Linked DNA regions of Mus musculus: all the other regions are linked to region 3. Evidence: chromatin contacts called from public HiChIP or PLAC-seq and promoter capture Hi-C data. All regions are on one chromosome and are shown on one strand. The core of a region is the stretch at or near the end of the contact, and the rest is flanking DNA. Distances in the headings are between cores, read along the strand shown.

Evidence for each region. HiChIP or PLAC-seq counts read pairs in DNA pulled down with a chosen protein or histone mark. Capture Hi-C pulls out chosen DNA fragments and counts their contacts.
Region 1: a promoter capture Hi-C map of adipose tissue shows a contact between it and region 3. The contact joins the promoter of Sike1 here to the promoter of Dclre1b in region 3. A contact is called at or near these places in 2 of 115 datasets of contacts at active chromatin or transcription factors (memory CD8 T cells and pancreatic cancer cells) and 1 of 9 other capture datasets (adipose tissue).
Region 2: an H3K27ac HiChIP or PLAC-seq map of microglia shows a contact between it and region 3, with 4 times the contacts expected there. The contact joins the enhancer-like site here to the promoter of Dclre1b in region 3. A contact is called at or near these places in 7 of 39 promoter capture datasets (the 3T3-L1 cell line, the C10 cell line, the SN4741 cell line and 4 more), 11 of 115 datasets of contacts at active chromatin or transcription factors (bone marrow-derived macrophages, effector CD8 T cells, embryonic forebrain and 7 more) and 3 of 9 other capture datasets (liver, macrophages and pancreatic islet).

The regions. Positions count from the first base shown.
Region 1 is chr3:102,992,279-102,997,206 of GRCm38.p6, forward strand. Sike1 (suppressor of IKBKE 1) reads left to right here and starts at 3,462. Exons shown (of 5, transcript NM_025679.3): 1 at 3,462-3,689; 2 at 3,878-3,983. The coding sequence starts at 3,531.
Region 2 is chr3:104,457,947-104,462,506 of GRCm38.p6, forward strand. Lrig2 (leucine-rich repeats and immunoglobulin-like domains 2) reads right to left here. Exons shown (of 18, transcript NM_001025067.2): 17 at 3,455-3,742; 18 at 1-18. Among named protein-coding and RNA genes, the nearest start is that of Gm38412, 51 kb to the left of the region's middle. Within about 2 kb of position 2,390, at least 17 of the 459 cell types and tissues checked have an H3K27ac peak or open chromatin away from gene starts, as enhancers often do. A contact at or near this core is called in bone marrow-derived macrophages and microglia, where this site is marked.
Region 3 is chr3:103,806,147-103,810,954 of GRCm38.p6, forward strand. It overlaps Dclre1b (DNA cross-link repair 1B), which reads right to left and starts at 3,241. Exons shown (of 4, transcript NM_133865.2): 1 at 2,754-3,241; 2 at 1,926-2,091; 3 at 1,248-1,430. The coding sequence starts at 2,942. It overlaps Ap4b1 (adaptor-related protein complex AP-4, beta 1), which reads left to right and starts at 3,371. Exons shown (of 10, transcript NM_026193.2): 1 at 3,371-3,911. The coding sequence starts at 3,799. It overlaps Gm15471 (predicted gene 15471), which reads left to right. Exons shown (of 5, transcript NR_040412.1): 5 at 2,068-2,294.

The DNA.
Region 1 (4,928 bases), core at 2,212-4,711, 810 kb before region 3:
ATGACGGTAAGATACTTTGGGGGATGGAAAGATGCCTCAACAGCCAGGTAGTGGTCGTAGTGTATGCCTTTATTCCTAACATTCTTAAGGTGGATTTCTGACTTTGAGGCTAGCATGGTCTACAGAGTGAGTTCCAGAACATTCAGAGCTACACACACACACAGAAACCCTGTCTTGTAAAACAAACAAACAAACAAATGAGCCTCAACAGTTATAGCCGCTAGCTGCTGTTGCAGAGGACTCAGATTCAGTTCTTAGCACCATAAAGCAGCTCACAGCTGTCAGTAACTCCAGTTGCAAGGGGGATCTGATGCCCTCTTCTGGCTTTGCTCTGGCCATACTGCATGCACAAGTGCACTTCCATGCATACAACTGAAACACTCAAACACATAACATGTAAAAATAAAAAATAAAAATGTAAAGGTACTTAGGTGCGTTGGGTGGATATGCTCAATTTAATTGTATTAATTTTTCCCATGTGGGGCAGGGGGTGGGGACATGCCACAAAGTGCATGTTGAGGTTAGAGGACAGCTTGCAGATCCAAGTTCTCTCCAATCACATTGGTCTCAGGATTGAATTTAGGTTGTCAGGCTCAGCAGCAAGAGCCTTTACCCTCCAAGTCTTCTCGACAGCCCTGTTTTTATTCTACTTAATAAAGATGATACATTAAGTCAAATCAACCAGAAAAATCCCTCTTTTACTTTTTAAAGGAAAAAAAAAAATGTCTGATGATACCCAAAATGCTGACATTGTGTGGGAGTCACTTGACATTCCTTAAACTTTACTAAGAATACTGACAATCCTGAAGCCTTGCGGAAACAATGGCAACCATCCAGAGAGGAATTCACCCACACAGTCCCTGATGGGCCCCATGGAAATAGCATAGCTGACGTCATAACCCTGCCAATGCGTTCCACATACACAGAGACTACTCACTGTTTTAAAGGCTTTTTATTTATTTAGAGAAAGTAAGAGGGAAAGAGGGAGGGGTATGGGAGGAAGAAGGAGAAGGGAGGGAGAGGGAGGGGGAGAGAGAGGAGAGAAATAGAGTGCTAGGTGCCTGTGTGGAGGTCAGAGGACAACTCCTGCGCATAATTCTTCCCTAACAACATGTGGGATCCAGGAGTCAAACTCAGGCAGTCAGCCTGTATGCAAGAGCCTCTATCTGCTAACCAATGGCACTCATCTTACTTTTTAGCATTTTTTATTAATAAGGGTTTGGGGACAGAGGACAATTTATGGGTAAATCCTAGCAATCACCTTTACCCACTGAGCCCTCTTGCTGACCCGCAAACAGTTTTATAAAGAAAAAAGTAAGCAAATAAACTTATCCAACTCAATTTTCCAATTTATTAAAAGCTAAATTTATTCTGTTCATAGAAATTGCTGTTTAGAGTGGGGTTTTGGTATGGTTTGGTTTTTTTGAGGCGGGGTTTCTCTGTGTAGCTTTCGTTGTCCTAGAACTCACTCTAAAGACCAGGCTGGCCTCAAATAAGAGATCTGATTGCCTCTGCTTCCTGAGTGTTGAGATCAAAGGTGTGCACAACCTCCCAGCTGTGGTTTATACTGTAGAATTAAAAGTCTAGTGTATCACTGCCTTTTGTCCCCACATATTTCCACAAGCCCTGCCCCTTCTATACTCCTATTTATGGTCATCCCAAGACAATAAAGACCAGTAAAAAATGATGTAGAGTTCTATGCACTAGAGAGCTGTAGTTCTTGGGTGTGTGGCACTGCATGAGGGAACTGGCATTTCAGTTGTGTGTCATTGTATCCCTAGGTATCACCCTAACAGCCACTGCCACACTACACAGTGTGTTCTTCAGTAGTTTTGCTTACAGTCCCAGAGTTCTACAATCTGCACAATCTAACCTTAAAGCATTTTCAGCATCCCAAAACACCATAGCTTCATTTTGAGACCCAAAGTACTAGTCTCTCTCTTTTCTCCTCTCTTCTCTTTCACTCTTTCATCTCTCTTCTCTCTTCTCTCTCTCTCTCTCTCTCTCTCTCTCTCTCTCTCTCTCTCTCTCTATCTCTCTGTGTTTCTCTGCACACTTGCACATGCACCAAGTCCTTGAGACAAGACCAAGGGCCCAACAGCTACAATCCAATATATAAATGTAAGGAATTAAGAGTTAAAGAATACCAGGGAGACAAGGGGGGGAAACTAAGTGAAATGTTAGAAACAAATAAACTAGCCTGTTCACAGTTGGGTATTCTCATGCACGGTGGCTGGGAGCATCAGGAGAGGCCCCTCCCTTCTCACCTGAGACTTATACTGCTGGCAACCGAAAACTTGTCCCCACTTCAGCCCTTCCTAATGTCCTAACCTATGCCCACATGCCTTAGGTAAGTTTATTTGGGCTACCAGTACAACCTTCAAGTGTCCCCCAATTTCTCCAGAACTGAGGGGATCTTTACCCCTTAATGTCCAGCTCACATAATCTGAGCCCTCATCCTGTGTGACTTCAAGGGGGTTGTGTACTCCTCAAGTATTTCTAAGAGTCCTGGGAAACGCTCCTCACAAAACGTTTGCAAATATATCCTGGTCTTTGTTGTAAACTTATTCGAGGCTATTATTCTGTTTTCCCAAAGTTGTTTTCCTTCCGAATGAAAATTATTTCATCTTCCCAGAGGCAACCTCTTAACACAGTTTTGTAAGTGTAAAATTTTTACAATAGGCATTTCCCCAAATCACAAAAGTACACCAAACATCACGTGTTTCTAAACTTTACATCTGAACTCAAGATAAAAGAGACTGTAGGACAGGGAAAATGATTCTTTAAAACACAGCATTACTACTATTCTACTGTCCTAGACTCTTTTGGACAAAAATATTTTAGGAAAGAATTCCCTGTCAGCCACCGTACTCGTTAAACACAGTCAGCCATAGTGCTGTAGAATAGCAGAATAGCTCCCAAATCAAAAGGCTTCCAACATTGCACTAAGGAAAGATTTTCCTTTGTGTATGTGCACACGCGTGTGCATCTAACTGATTGCATACACAAGTGCAGTTGTGGAAGTCAAAGGACAACCTCAGATGTCATTCCCAGACACTGCTCACCGTTTAAAGGAAGAAGGGAGGGAAGGAAAAAAGGAAAAGGGGGAGGTGAGGAGAAAGAAGAGAAGAAATGGAAGGAGGGAGGGAGGAAAGGAGAGGTTCCGGTGTATTTTACCACTTATTGGGGGTGAGTATCTGTTTCATCAGTTTGTTACAATCCCATTACTAAATAACAAACTACATCAATCAAAACCAGAAGAAAAGTTGAACTAAGACCGGAACAGAAATAACTTCGTGAAAAACCAGGATGTGGCACCAATCCGACCTCTGCTGCTCCACCCTAGAAAGGCTAAGGCTGTGGCGAAGCCTGAGGGTAACCAAGAGTCCACCTCTGCGCAGGCGCCGACCGAGATGCCACCACGCCTTTAAAGTGCACCCGGAAGTGACGCGATTCGCGCTGAGCCAGGGCCGGGTAAGGTCTGAGCGAAGCGCCTAGGCTAGCGGGCCCGGCGCGCCTCCTCGGCCACTATGAGCTGCACGATCGAGAAGATCTTGACGGACGCCAAGACGCTGCTGGAGCGGCTGCGCGAGCACGATGCGGCGGCCGAGTCGCTGGTGGACCAGTCGGCTGCGCTGCACCGGCGGGTGGCGGCGATGCGGGAGGCGGGCGCCGTGTTACCCGAGCAGGTCGGCCGGGGGCCGAGCCGCGCCCAGGGGTGGACGCTGCGGGCGGGTGGGTGGGGTCGCGCGGCCTGATTTATCTTGGTCTGGAGGGCAGGGCGGATGTGTGAGCTTCCTGTGTCGTGGGTGGGACTGCTGCCTCCTCCGCAGCACCTGCCCATGTTTACAGTGCCTTAGTCTGTCTTTCTGTCCAGTATCAAGAGGATGCATCCGACGTGAAGGACATGTCTAAATATAAACCTCACATTCTGCTGTCTCAAGAGAATACCCAGATTAGAGACTTACAGCAGGAAAACAGAGGTTAGTCAGGCGTGTGTGTGTGTGTGTGTGTGTGTGTGTCTAGGATTTTTTTTTTCTGGTAATACTACTTTGGACATTCTTACACAAGTGCCTGAACAGTTCACAAGCGTGCACATCGCATACATATATTTAGATCAGTGCTTCAAGGGTCAACTGGTAACAGTAAAATCTGTTAGATTGCTCTTTTAAAAGTCTTCCTGGTTGATGACCTTGAAAGATGTATTCAGTAGTTTAGCAGAGTTGAATTGTTAGATGGCTGGGGAGTGACCACATACCAAATGGAGGCTTCTATAACTAAAGTTCATAGTCTCCAAATGTAACATTTCGATATTAGAGTGAACACTAAAGTTAAGATCGACGTTTCTTTAATGTTCCTGTGCAAGATGGAAGGCTAGAACTTCGTCCCCCAAATACATAGTCTTAGGGTTGTTGATGACAGCAGGATGGTAGTTGTCTGATGGAGCCCTTTTACATCTGCCATTCCACTCTATGCCCCTGACCAAGTATTTACACAATGCAGCTAAGAAACAGGTTCACAGACACCAGTTGGAACCAGCCAGAAGGCCTGAACTGCCAAGCTGGAGGATCTGAGGCCATTCCAAGGGCCTACGTGGTTTAAGGAGAGAACTGACTCCTGGGGGTTCTTCTCTGACCCGACATGTGCCGTGGTTCACACAAATCAACAAAATGTAGTTTTTTTTTTTTAATTTTAATGAGCTCATTTTTGCTTCTGAGAAGTCAATTAGAAAACTGAATTCAAATCCGTGCCTCGTGATTACACGTCCCATTTTATTTGCACAAGACTCTACTGCCTAGAGAGTTGGTTTTCAGGTACACTGTTCACGTCTGTGGGCTTGAATACTGATTTCCAACTTTGGATTCCCAGTGTCCCGTGGAGTGTCTGAGAGCTCCAGCTGTTAGGAGGTTTGCCTTGAGACCAGTCTT
Region 2 (4,560 bases), core at 1,140-3,639, 650 kb after region 3:
GAGGCCGCTGAAATATTTCTGAGAATGAGAGTGAGACAAGAAATATCATCAGTGATAGCTGGAATTTCAACATTATTTTCCTAAAGCCTGATATGCTTCCCCCCCAAATGTGTGGGTGTTTTGTTTGCATGTATGTCTGTGCATTGCTTGTGTGTCTGTCTGGTGCCTGAAGAGGCCAGAAAAGGGCACTGGATCTCATGGAACTGGAGTTACAGATGGTTGTGAGCTGCCATGTAGCTGGTGGGAATGAAACTCAGGTTCTCTGTGAAAGCAACAAATTCCCTTTACCCTTTCCTCAGCCATCTCTCCAGCTCCCGGTATCCTTTTAATCCAATATTCCAAAGAAATTCAGATGCCCAGCATCCTTGATAAAGACACGAAGATCACAATGCCAACATTAAAAACAAGATAAAAACTAGAACCACAAACTACCAGGCCTTTATGATCAACCACCCTAACAAGCTAATTTCCGAAGTCATGCTGTTCTTTTTCACCTGTCATTTTAGCACCTTTTCTCTGCAAACAATTGTGCTGCCTAGTTTTATGTCAACTTGACACAGGCTAGAATTACTGGAAGGGATCTCAATTAAGAAAATGCCTTGATAATATTAGGCTGTAACTGCCTCTCACCAGCTGCAGCACTTGAGTGAGCAGGCAAGGAGCACAGGAAAGCTGGCACAGGTGAGCCTGCCTTGAGGGTGTGAAAGTGCAAGAGCTGACCCCGTTCCTCACAGACTGCAGCACTTTGGAAGCATGGGCCCATGCTTTGACTGGACAGCACAGTGGAGCTGGCCCTGAGGGCATGAGAACAGGAGAGCAGACCCTGCCTCCTGCTGATGGCATCACTGGGTGGCCTAGCTAGAGCAGTGCCAGACAGCTTGCCCTGGGGGTGTGGGTGCAGGAGAGCTGGCAAGCTCACCAACTCAGCTACCCCCTGGGCCCAGATCCAGGGCTTTGAGCTGGCCTACCCCAAAATCAACTCCATCTATGAATTACTGAAGCATGTGAAAGGGCCAGACCTGCAGAGCCAAAGCTGCAGGATCTTCATGATACAGGGCAATACCCAGAAAGAGATCCAGTGAGGATCGAATATTGATGGTGTCACAGAAGACAGAGATCTCAAACCAGACCACTGACTTGCTGCAATGAACATTTGCAAGTGAAGATGTGTGGACAGAGAGATATACCGTGGGACACACTGTGACATACTTATTATAGCTTCCACAATGAAATGTTTTCTATGCTTTGTTTTTGTTTTGTGGGGATGTGTTTTATTTTCAGGGGAAGGTTGCAGGGGCAAAGGACAGATATGAGTGGATGGGGAGAAGAGCAGGACTGGGATGCAGGATGTGAAATTTACAAAGAACCAATAAAAAGTTAAAAAAAAAAAAAGATTGGGCTATAAGCAAGTCTGTATGGCATTTTCTTTAGTGATTAATAGGGTGGGGCCCAGAGAACTGTAGATGGGCTATCCCTGGGCAGATGGTCCTGGGTCCTATAAAAAAGCAAGCTGAGCAAGCCATGAGGAGCAAGCCAGAAAGCAGCATCCTCCACGGCCTCTGCAGCAGCTCCTGGCTCCAGCTTCCAGCCCTGCCTGAGTTCTTGCTCTCACTGCTTTTGATGTTATATGAAACTATAAGCAGAGTAAACCCCCAAGTTGCTTTGGTCATGGTGTCTCATCACAGCAATAGAAACCATAACAAAGATAAAAATAAGAGTACAAAATTCTAGACTCATGGAAAAGGAATTTTAAAAGAGACATATTGCAATGACAGTTTTACAATACATAGGTAATATTCACTGTCTCAATGGAACTCTTACTTCTTTAAATACATTTTAAATTTTTTAATTTTATTTGTATGAATGTTTTGCCAGTCTGTGCACTATACATGCCTGGTGCTTATTAGAGGTCAGAAGAGGGCATTAGATCTTTAGTTATAAATGGTTGTGAGCCAGGTACTGGGAATTGAATTTGGGTTCAGGTGTAGTCAAAGCATTGAGAAGAGAGGCAGATGATACAGGCTGGCTCATGTGTGCACACACGTAGGGAAGCTATATTTTAGGAAAAGCTAGTCTAACATTCTGGAAACAAAATCTCACAAATGAAAGCATAATTCACCTAGAATATAAGCTAGGGCAAGATTTCTTAAAATTTAATATGCATGTGAGGGCTGAGGATATGGCTCAGTAGATAAGAGGGCTTGTTGTGAAAGCAGGAAGACCTGAGCTCTAATTCCCAACACTCACATAAAGCCAGGCATAGTCATGTATGACACTAACTCCAGCACTGAGGAGCACTGACAAGAGAATCTCAGAAGCTTGCTAGCCAGTCAGTCCAGCTGAGACAGCAGCCTTCAGGGTTAGGAAATGACTCTGTCTCAACAAACAGGGTGAAAAGCAATAGAGAATGACGCTAGACTTCCTCCTTCAGTCTCCCCATGCATGTGTCTGCATGCACACGAATGCTCCTGCAAGCACATGCATCCATACAAAACTCACATATAAAACAAACCCAAAATTTAATATAAACCACAAGCCACATGGCCATAATCCTAGCGTTTGCCTGATATCTCAGCACTTGGAAGGCTAAGGTAGGGGTTACTGTTGAATTTGAGCATGACACTGTCAACAACAACAAAAAACCAAAGCATATAAATAATCCTTGGATCTTAATATGTGGATTCAGATTCACTAGGTCTAGGGTAGGAGCACAGCTGCACGTCTAACAAGTTCTAAGGTCAAGCTAACAAACCCTACACACACTGAGCAGAATTAATTAGAGTATCCTAGGCTTAGAATGGACAATGCACCAAGGCATTTTCATTTAAGTGACGATGACTCCTTACTTAAAACCAGACTCAAAATGAAGACATCCCACAGGTTACAAGACGTATTGTACCTTAGTTCTTCATGACACTGAATGTAAAGCTGAGCGACTACCTTCAGTGACAGTGCTCTTTTCTAACCTATTCCTCTTGAACAATCTTTAGAACTGGTCTCTTACAGAGCACATTCTCAGTTTCATGCTGCCAGATCCACCCCTGGGCACAGCCCTATACTTCCCTTCTTCTGTGACCCTGTAACTTTCGCCCTGTCCATTCCCCAGTGTTTGTCCTCTGAGTGGACGGGACAGCTGATGAACAGCTTGAGAACAGTTCCTATCACAGTCCAGAAAGAGCTCGACTCGGTGATATGCTCAGAGTGTTCGCTTGACAGTAGAGCAACCAAACAAAACAGCTTGGGTTTCTTATGCTCTATTTTTAGCACTTCAAACCTCTATTGTTTAAATGAAGATGGGAGAAGATGTAAAGACCTCTAGTTGACACTAGTTAATGGCAATTATTCTAGTATACTAATTTGTTTCCTGTTACATGCCATGCTACTGATATAACAGAAGGGCAGATCAGGTGAAATTGAAACCAAAAGCTCAAAACAGAACAAAAGCACCCATTACCACTGCTCCTCTGTGAGAAGGGAAGGTTCTCAGTCATCCTCTCATGGTTGGTGGGAAAGGCAGCCGGCTCTCTCTCTGCTGATGGTATCAGACTCTCCAGATTAGCAGCATCTTGGGGAGGATGTGACAAAAACGTCTCCTTGGGCATCTGGACCATGAGGCTGGAGAGTGCCTGATCTAACACATCCTCCTCAGCAATATAGGTATATGGACAGTACTCTCTGGTCCTCGAGTAGATGTTGGCATTGTCGTAACAATCTGAACAGATCACCCGGGTACCAGCGCCACCTAGTAACAACAAGGAAGGGCCCAGATGATTTTCTGATAAGGAAGAGTTTGGGACTAATCAACTTTCTTCAACAGTTCTAACAATTACTGCACACCTTCTTTACAAACCAGGTGAGAGTCCAAGGTCTGTCTGTGAATGAGCTCACTCACTCCTCACAACACCCCTATGAAGAAGATTTTATTTTCATCTCCACTTTACAGGTAAAGTTATGGCAGGAGAAAGAGCTGAGACATAAAACTAAACACTCTGGCTTCAGAGCCTATACTCTTGAATTCTAACGTTAAATCTCTGTCTAAGTTGGAGAGACTAAATTTCAACCAAGGGATCCAAGACAGGCCTAGACCTCTGAGACACGTGTGTGGCTTGAGCAAACAAAAGCAAAACAGGCATTGCTATGAATTGAGAGCCCATGTTACTTTTATGAGACAAGAAGTTAAGTGAGGTAGCTGTTCAAACTATCCCTAGTCAAACCCTCTCTCCTGTGCCTGTCACTTTCTATAGAAGTGAGGGTGTGAAGAGACAATGTCCCAGTCACCCTATCAGGGGACATTTTATAGCCCTTTTAAGTTTGCCATTGCAGTCTGAAAGTCATTTTGCCCTTTAAACTTTACTAAGTATCTACCTGTCAGCAGGAGAACCAAATGCCTTTGGATGTTATCTGAAGGATGCTCATCTCTAAAGGAATGAGAAAGGCTTGAAATGAGTTTCTAGACCATCTCTTCTGGTCATGAGAGAGACCCAGGAGCCTCAGTTTTGTCCTTCATCCCTGTTTAAGGGTAATGTGTTTCTTTCTGTAAGACAGCCTTCTCTGGTTAAG
Region 3 (4,808 bases), core at 1,991-4,490:
ACTGCTGTGGAGTCACTTGAACAAGCAAACAGCTGGTCTTCTAATGCACCTATTTAAAGCACAGCAATCATAAATTCACTTAGCAAATATTTATTGACTCCCTCTTTTCCAGGCATTGTATAGGCGCCTGAGATAGCACCCTAAGAAATATAGAGCCTCATTATAGTAGAACCTACATTCTAGCAGAAAAACAGTAAAAATTAAAAGGAATAAATATGGAAACTGTGAAATCTATATTAGGAGACAATTAAGTGGAATACTGTTCCTCTTCCAGTTAAAACCACTCAGCAGCTCTTTATTGAGATTGCAGTCAAGTTTAAGATTGCTCAGTTCCACTCCAACTCCTCTGCCTTTTCAGCCTCCCTGCATTCTGTGTATCTGTCGCACTGGCTGCTACTTCTCTGACAAAGCGTCCTCCTACTTCTTCTTAAAAATGTTTATTTATTTTATATGTATGTGTGTGGTCCTGAGTGCATATGTGTACCACATGTATCCAGGGGCCCTCAGATCCCCTGGAACTGGAGTTACAGATGGTTGTGAGCCACCATGTGGGTGCTGGGAATTGAACCCGGGTCCTATTGAAGAGAAGCCTGTGCTCTTAGCCACTGAGCCATCCCTCCAGTCCTCTTAAAAATTTCTTTTTATTGTTTGTTTTGTTTTATTTTGCTTTTCAAGACAGGGTTTCTGTGTAGCCTTGGCTGTCCTGGAACTCACTCTATAGAACAGGCTGGCCTCAAACTCAGAAATCCGCCTTCCTCTGCCTCCCTAGTGCTGGGATTAAAGGCGTGTGCCACCACTGCCCAATCCTTGAGGGTTTCTTTTGGAGTTTGTTTAGGAGTTTACATTTGTGTGTTGCGGGATATAGCAGCAGAGGCATATTTAAAATGTACAGAATACACTGGGAGGTGATGGATTTAATTAACGACAAAGCTGGGGAGAAGAGATGAGAATTTAAGAGTGAGGATGGTGGGCAAGTTCACATTTTTTCCCCTTTGGAGATAAGAGTCTTTCTACAGAGCTGTGGCTGCTTTGGAACTCACTATGTAGACCAGGCTACTTCTGCCTCCTGAGTGCTGGGATAGAAGGTGTGAGCCACCAAGTCAGCTGGGAGGTTCAATTTTAAATAAGATAACCATAGTAGTTTTACAAGAAAGGTGAGCAAGGCACAAAGATTTGGAAAACAATGAGGACCTTCAAAGAATTTTGATTCACTAAGCATGAATGGAAGAAAAAGGGAAACCGCTCACCAATTTTTATGTTGTGTTGTGGGAACTGTCGGATTAGCTGGACAATCTGCTGAGTAGCCTCTTGTCGGGAAGGAAGAACCAGGGCTGGATTGCAATTAGTGTTGTCTAGATACAAAGTATGAATCTGTTTCCCCAGTATCAGAGCAGGTTCCTTCAGCATGGATGGTGTATATCGAAAATCACCTGGAAGAATAATATGTGGGGTATAAGAAGTGGGCAAAAAACAAAGGCTAGAAGACAAGCCTCTTCTACCTTCAGTAGCAGATGGAGATTGGTTACGAGTTTATGCAAAAACTGTCCTGGCACTGAACTGTACAGTCTAGTTTCTTTGTGAAAATGTCTCTTTCCCACTCTTGGAGATTTTCTGTTTGATTGATGTTTTTCTTATGAGACAGGGTTTGTCTACATAGGCTGGGTGTCCTAGAACTCACTAAGTAGACCAGGCTGGCCTTGAACTCATAGAGATCAGCCAGCCTCTGCCTTCCAAGTGCTGGGATCAAAGGCGAGCACCAACATGCCTTTCTTGTTTTCTTGCTCTTGTGATTTTATTTAACAAAGTAAAGGATGGATGGTCAAGTAGGAAATCAGTTGGAAAGGGTCCCTGTGCCTGTATGGGATAAAGCTATCTTTCTGGGTAAAGGTAGCTATAAAGTGTGAGGAATGCCTTGGGAGGCTCACCTGTGTATAGAATTGTTCCAAAGTATCCTTCAAAGAGAAACATGACAGAACCAGGGCAGTGATTGGCATCTATGAGCGTTACAGTCATGGTTTCTTGCCCAATTTCATCTAGAGGTAATACATGACTCTCGCCAACCTCCAGGGCCCGGATCCAGTGCTTAGACACCTGAGGAAAACAGTTGGTCACCCGAGTAACCATAGACTTCTCTTTCATCAAGGAAAGCTGACCGAGTTCTGAACCACTCTCATGTAAGCTGTTATAAGGATTCCCAAGAAATCTCTCCTTCCTCTTCTGTCTCCCACCCTTTGTACAGATTTAAACTCAGAATCTGAAAACAGTCTAAATAAAGATTCTCACACTTTCTCCTATCATGATAATCCCAGCCATGGGTGGGAAACAACTGTCAAAAAAAGTTCCAGTCTCACACCAGCCACTTCTACTGACACAGACAAGATGAGGAGATGTTAGACAATATGTGTTTTTATCTAGCACATTAGATGAATTATTGGGGGCGGGCAATGAGTGTTGGGGATCTAACTTAGGGTTCTTGCACACACTAAACAAGTGTTCTATCACTGAACAGTCTGGTAGATTCTTAAATGCAAATTAGGAAAGCACTGGTTTTTGAAAAGATAGGAATCATTTCCTTGACTAAAAACCTCCAGGTAGTTAACTAGAAGCCAGTCTCATTCCGGGATCAATTCCCACATTTGTAAAAATTCAGTCCTTATGTCTCCCACTCGGTAATCCCCCAAACTGTGACAGATCAGAAGTCCCCACCCAGATTCCTGGACTAGGTCTCAGCGATCAAATCCCAGCCCCAATACCTGCAGGCGACGATGCAAGAGGCAAGCAGTGATGGGAGAGCAGTAGAGGGGCCGGGCCCAAGTGCTAGACAAACCCACCGTGTGGTCACAGTGCATGTGGGTTAAGAAGAAGAGCCGCGCCGAACCGGCACGGCGCAGGCTCCAAAAGTCCACAGCAATGGGCGTTTGGGGGATTACGACCCCGTTCATGGTGGCAGAGTTGAGGTGTCACCCAGTGGGGTCTTCGCGGGAACCGCACTCCTGAGTGAGGTTTCCACGACAGCGTCCCAATGACAAGTGGACTCTGGAACAAGTCCAGAAGCCCTAAAGGAAAACCATCCCAGAAACGGAATTAGTAGACAGAGTGAGAAAAAAGAAGGTGGCCGCGCTCGGGACGATCAGGATGAAAGCGCCCAACGCGGAAGAAGTCGGGAGAGCATCACTCACAACCGCGCGCTGGAGCTCGGGCCCAGTCCCCACATTGTCAAAGCTCGCGCGGCGGCGGGGAGACAGACCCTAGTAGTTGATTTCCGATCGCCGGCCGCGGCGCTCACACAGTGAGCTGCGCGCCTGCGCCGAGGGGGAGAATGGGTGGGGGAAGGGCGTCCGGAGGTCGGTGCCCCCCCCCCCCCCCCCCCGGACCTGCGCTCGGCGCTCGGCGCGACCCGGAAAGCTGCTCCTTGTGTCTCAGGGCGACGGGGCGGGATTTCCGCAGGAAGCTGTCTGGGGTGTCCTCGGCCACTGGGACTAGATTCCCAGGGAGGAGGCTGTGCTAGGTCTTTGGCCTTTTGCTAGTGTAGAATTCGTAACTGGGCCTAGAGAGAGTTGAGATCTGCTGGGCAGAGCCAACGGCCTGTGGGTCTCCGGGCGGCTCCTGAAGGGTCGGGGCTCGCCCGAGGACCCAAGAATGTGTTCCGCCCTGGGGGGCAGGCACAGCAAAGTGACATCTCGCCGTTAGTGTTTTCACTGACTACATCTCCTTTATTCAGGCTCCCACATCGAAATTAGGAGGAGCCCACGAGTTCCCTACGGGTCTGTGGAAACTGTCCCGTGAGTGTTGGCGACGATGCCATACCTTGGCTCTGAGGACGTGGTGAAGGAACTGAAGAAGGCTCTGTGTAACCCTCATATTCAGGCTGATAGGCTGCGCTACCGGAATGTCATCCAGCGAGTTATTAGGTATCACCAACCTACCATAGAATTCTAACTCCCCCCCCCCCCCCCCGGCCCCACTTTTAATCCTCTTCAGAGCTCTGCGATCACTCTGAAAAAGTTAAAGAAGGGCAGTTTTATCTTTTGGCCTTGAGGCTGCATTTCTGGGTTGTCATCTCAGTCTTCCGTGTGGAACACCATGCCCAGTTGAGAGGTCTCCTTCATACCACAGGCTTTAGCAATTGCGGCTGACTCCTGGTTCAATGACTTAACGTAGAACAGTTCTCCCTTTTTTCTAGATTCAGACCTGTATATCTTTCTGCTTGCTTTACATTTCGACTTGGATAGTTCATCAAAGATATGACCAAAATAATACTATCATTCTTCTCCTCTTTAAACCTACTATTCTGCTTGTATTTGTGTTATGAATGTCACCAGGCACCCTACCAAGCTTGCTAGTCAACCTTGAAAACATTGTCTACTGTCAGGTGGTATGAAAAATTCAAAATATCAATTCTTGTTCTTAAAGTTGTACTGTTGTTGGCTCAGGCTGTAATTACCAAAGCCTGTTGTGGTAGTTTATTAATAAGTAGCCTTGTCTCCTCACTTTGGTTAGGATTTTTTCTATTATATATGTTTGAACGTGTAACTAATCTATAGTTGTAGCTCAAAACTGTAGGTAGGACACAAAAGTCCCATGGGGTCCTTTTTTAAAAAATCGTGATCTAGGGATCAATTCTGATTTCATTAGGATGGGATAGAATCCAGGAACTGTATTGTAAATAAACAGTCTCAGTTGATTGTAGTAGTTTGGTTCCACAACATTGGAAACAGTAATCAGTGGAATGAAATCTAAACTTTTTGTTTGTGTTGTTTTGTTTTTGTTTTTTGAGACAGGGTTTCTCTGTGTAGTCCTGGTTGTCC